Regions from separate parts of the Gossypium hirsutum genome. Here region 2 is linked to region 1. The links are chromatin contacts, called in public Hi-C maps. All regions are on one chromosome and are shown on one strand. The core of a region is the stretch at or near the end of the contact, and the rest is flanking DNA. Distances in the headings are between cores, read along the strand shown.

What was found. Hi-C and Micro-C count contacts between places; a contact is called where the count stands out from the background.
Region 2: a contact with region 1 is called in a Hi-C map of leaf, with 5 times the contacts expected there. The contact joins the promoter of LOC107910229 here to the promoter of LOC107940315 in region 1. A contact is called at or near these places in 3 of 34 Hi-C or Micro-C datasets (callus and leaf).

Annotation. Positions count from the first base shown.
Region 1 is chrD06:1,624,150-1,626,849 of Gossypium_hirsutum_v2.1, forward strand. It overlaps LOC107940315 (probable protein phosphatase 2C 12), which reads left to right and starts at 1,407. Exons shown (of 10, transcript XM_041094930.1): 1 at 1,407-1,580; 2 at 1,969-2,266; 3 at 2,410-2,581. The coding sequence starts at 2,069.
Region 2 is chrD06:1,753,943-1,756,642 of Gossypium_hirsutum_v2.1, forward strand. It overlaps LOC107910229 (protein WEAK CHLOROPLAST MOVEMENT UNDER BLUE LIGHT 1), which reads left to right and starts at 1,436. Exons shown (of 3, transcript XM_041094936.1): 1 at 1,436-1,524.

The DNA.
Region 1 (2,700 bases), core at 157-2,656:
CGTGCGCCTACATGTCGTTTTGCTTAACCGGCGTCAGCCATGTCTTAAATTAATACTCAAAATATTTTTAATAAAAACACACACATCAAAATCAATTCGCTAGTGGTCGACTTTGTTCTATAAATGGTTTAAATTTTACTTTAATCCTCAGCTTATGTTAAAATTTGATATTTAGTCTTCTACTCGAATTTGAAGCAATTTGATCCTTGTTGAGACATAATCCTTCTTACACTATGCTGTTAGGTACGAGGATGCATTTTTGGTCAATGGGGGACGGTTCACACATTTTTTTTAATATTTTTCATATTCATTTCACGTTTCATGTTCAGGGTTTGTAACCATCCCTCTCAACAATATTGTTTCCAAAGTTCAAACCTGCATCTCACGTTAAGAGTGCATTGTGCCTTATCACTAGATCCAACCCTTGTTGGTGACTGTTCACACAATTGAGAAGTAATATTGAGATCCACAAGTGATTCTGACTTTACTATAAAAGAAAATTATGAAGTGTAGTAAATGCTTGAACAGACCATCAAGTACGAGCACCTCATTGAAGAGTTTATGCATGACGGGGGTTTGAACCCATGACCTGTATGGCACATAGGTCATTTATGGGTAAGATGTTTCCATAGTAGGTGAGGCTCTCCCCTCTGCAGTTTCTTCAAATGCATACAAATTTCACAAACTTCTTTATGATAGAATGAACATCTCTTGTAGCTCACTTGTACATTGTTGTTAATTTGTGTGAACCACTCTCTATCGGCCAAAAGGACACTCTCATGCCCTCTTCAAGGATGAGGGAACAAAATTGATACAAAAATTGAGCATAGACACCCTAAGAACACAACACCGAGGATGTTGTGAGTTTGACTCCTCAACAATCTTTTATTTTTACAATGTTATTAGTAGGTCCAAATTGATAACATTGTTAATTGATTCCACTAAATAAAAGTGACATTAAACATTTAATTTGGCATCTAAAAAGGACTGATTGAATTTTCACGTAACCATAACTATATAAATGAATAGTACAGGGATTGCTTTATATTGACCAAATTATACAAAGTTAAAACCAGAGGGATTAAATCCTAAATTTCTGCACAATAGAGGACATAAAACAAAATTAGACCTTTATATAAAAAAAGGGAGTAAAGGTGTGGCCCACGAATATTTCTCATTGTGGGCCATAGTACTGAAAATACGTTTGATTATGATCTTTAGATTCTAAATCAACCTTAATCCAACGGTCAATACACACCCAATGGTGGACCCAAAGGTCAAATACATACATCGGCTTGAAAACGAACGGCTATTTCTGGTTCGTGCAGCCGAGTCAAGCATAATCCCGCCGTTTTTGCCACGTCAGATATTATAAAAAGGCAAAAAAAAGGGCGTTGTAAAAAAAAGGGAATTTGTTATTTATTTATTTAAAAATTTTCCCCTTTATGTTTCTCATTTATCCTCTCTCTCACAGAAAGAGTTTTTTTTTTATCGATCAACAAAAAAAAAATTGTTTATTTGCAGGGCGCCACGATCTGCATTTCTCTCGATCGTAGAGATTAATTCAATTCCTCGGCGACGTAATCTCCTCCTCCATTTGCAAATCAATCGATTTCTTTGTAATTTTCCTTTTTTTTTTTTTTGGATTATTCAATTTTGTTATGTTTTTCATATCCATATCTAAGATTCGTTTTGTTTTTCTTTTCTATTATGGTTAACAGATTCAGAGGATTTTTTTTTGTAATTTTTTAATGTCTACATTGATTCCGGTTTTCGATCAAGAATCTGATCGACTCGTTCAGATTTTTATGTAAATCGGATTTTTTTGTGGAAGATCTCGATGTTTTTTGCCCTAGCCATTGTTGTTTAATTGTAATTGTTTCAGATTATTGTTGATGGATTCAAATATTAATTTCGGTTATTTCGCGATTTGATTATTGAAAAGCCTGCATCGTGTGCATCTTTTAGGATCTTTGAGTGTAATCCATGGAGGGTTAAGAGGCATTGTTTTTGAGGTGAATTTTAGCCGTTGACGTGGTTTTTTTTGGATTTGGAAAATTAAGAAACAATGTCTACGAGAGGTGAGCATCAAACGGTACCGCTGTCGGTTTTATTGAAACGTGAATTAGCTAGCGAAAAGATCGAAGACCCGGAGATTGTACACGGGCTAGCAAGTCACAGCAAGAAAGGTGAAGATTTTACGTTGCTTAAAACAGAATGCCAAAGAGCGCTAGGAGATGGTTTCACCACATTCTCGGTTTTTGGGGTATGAATTTTGGGTCTCTCATACTACCTAAATCAACGCTAATCTTAAAAGCATGTAATTTGCAGCACTGGAATATAAAGATTTATAAACTTTTATAGGCTGGTATTGCTAAACGTTATTTAAAAAAAAATATATTTTGGCAGCTCTTTGACGGACACAATGGATCTGCAGCTGCTATTTACACGAAAGAGAATCTTCTTAACAATGTTCTAAGTGCCATTCCGGCAGATCTTAATAGAGATGAATGGGTTGCTGCCCTTCCGAGAGCTTTGGTTGCAGGTTTTGTTAAAACAGATAAAGATTTTCAACAGAGAGGTAAGAATTATTTTATTTTTATGTCAATACATCTGTGTATAGTATATGTTTTATAGGATAACCTTTGGATAAAAAGGAATATTTGTCTATACAGTTATGCACTTTCTTTGGGAGTGGTT
Region 2 (2,700 bases), core at 186-2,685, 130 kb after region 1:
TGAAGCAACCAAACTCGTAATAACTTAAATCTCAAACTCGAATTACCAAAACCTGAAAAAATAATTCCAATCACTTGCTGCCAAAAACCAAATATAATGTTAATAAATAAATTTGAATGAAGTTGTTTTCACTAGCTAACTGCTCTTCTCTCTTTGATTGCTAGTCTCAACCACCTGAAGATTATTGTCCTTGTGGAAGGTGTATCACATGAAATTTGATTATTTAGGTGCATGCCAAAGATTTAGAGATAATGGTGATTACTCAAATGAATATATGATATTTAATACTGAATTATATGGATTTATGTAGGTACACCTAACTAAGCCTAATATATATTTTTGTGTATTTTTGGGCCCATAGAAACCGACATTAGATAATGCATAGTCGATACAAATTATGTAAATTTTTTATTAGTATCAACATGTCACGAGATTAAATTGATGTAATATACAAATTTTGAGAGTTAAAGTTGATATTATGTAAATTTTAAAACTTGTCACATCATATTTTCATTAATAATTAGTAGACCTATTCATAGGTCGAGCTATCATCCGTCTAAATTTTGGAAGGATTTGGGTAAAATTATTAAGTCCAAAAAATGGGCTTGAGAAAAAATTAAGCCTATTTAAAATGTGGGCTGGGCTAAGACTTGAACATTCAAGGCTCAGGCTTAGCCCAGTTCGGCTCATTTTTAATTTTATAATACTTTATATTATATTATTTTTTATATATTATATAATTTAGAACACATTAAAAGAATAAACTTATATAAAATATATAATACTACTCTAATGTAAACATTAAAATAATATTAAGATGATTATATAAAAAAATTCAATAAATAAAATATATATAAATTATTAAATATTAATATAATATAATATAAATATTTATAAAAAATTAAAAATAATATGGGCAGGCTTAAAATGGACTTAGGTTAGTCTTTTATAAATATTAGCAGGTTTGAGTAAAATTTTAAGCTCATGTTTCGGGTCGAGTTAAGCTTGGGCAAACATAAAATATATTAATATCATACTTAGGTTCGACCCGACCCAGCCCATGAACATCTCTAACGGTTGGTGACAAAAAAAATTTTTGAATAGTTGAATAATTATTTTGGTGACTACTGTTTTTTAATTTTAACTCTATAATTTACCTAAAAATACAGGTTTAAAAAAGAAAAAAAAAGTAAATATTATTTAAAAAAGCAAGCTGAGCTGAGCTAAGCCGTAAAAGGCATTTAGCCTTAGCCGAGAGAGACAGCGGTCAAAAAAGAGAGAAACGAGGTAGGCGCGTGTGTTGTGTTATTCTCTCCGTTTTTCTCTACTGCTTCCTTTTTCTAATTTTAGCGCTAAATTTTCCCCACCCTTAAATTTATTTTTATATATTTATTTTATATTATTAATAATAATTTATTTTTCATTTATTTTCTCCCTTTAATTTTGTGACCTAAAATTTTTTCAGAGATCATTAACATTTGCTTCCTTTCCAATTTTCCTCTCCTTGTTTCTTGTTGAATCTCGGTATGTTCTTTTTCTTTTTCTCTTTTCGTTTATCTATCTTTTTTTTCAAGAAAAAAAAGGAATTTATTAATTAGATTTGCATTAATCTCTGTTTAATCTATGCATTGATCGTGAATTAAGTGGAAAATCGAGTGTTTTTTTTTTTGTTCTTTTTTTTCCGTGGAAATGATTCAGATGAAAGCGAAAGGTCTGAGAATATATTTTTTTTAAATTGATGGCGGTTGAGTTGGATGAGTCGATTATAATATTAATTCGTCTAATTCTTCATTCGGTCCCTCTACTTTTTAGACTCTTGACATTTAGTCTATTTTTTTGCATTAATCTTTGTTTAATATATGCATTAATTATGAATTAAGTGGAAAACAGTGTGTATGCTTTTTTTTGGCCGTGGAAATTATTCAGATTGCGAAAGGTTTTTCTTTAAAAGGGTTAATATATAATTTGGCCCTTAAACTTATCCATTTGTATCTAGTTGGTCCTTGAACTTGTATTTCATCCACTAGGTTGGTATCACCACACTAACATTGTTAGTTGTGCTAATATGGCACTATTAGCCAATCCGGTGATGCCACATAATAGCCTCTCAGTGTGTCACGTGACAAACATAAATTATAAATATAAATAATAAATTATGTTTACCACGTGACATACTAAGAGGCTGCCACATGGCACTATCAAATTTATTAAAAATGTTATGTCAGAACAAACTAACGGTATTAGTGTAAAGAGACCAACTTGGTTGACGAATACAAGTTCAAGCACCAACTACATGCAAATGGAGACGTTCAGGGACCAAATTATATATTATTCCTTTAAAAAAATTGATGGCGGTTGAGTTGGATGAATATATTATAATGTTAATTCGTCTAATTCTTCTCAGCACCTGTATTTTTAGACTTCTGACATTTAGTCTTTATTTGCATTAATCTATGCATTGATTGTGAATTGTCAAATCGTGTGGTTTTTTTTGTGCCGCGGAAATGGAAGCGAAAGCTCTGAGAATTTTTTTTAAAAAATGGCGGTTGAGTTGGATGAGTACATTATATTTTATAACCTTAATTGGTCTAATTCTTCCTTCAGTCCCTGTACCTTTTAGACTTTTGACCTTTAGTTTCTATACTCTCTCTACTTGTTTGAATTTTAAATCAGATCTTTGAATATTAGAATGCCATGAAG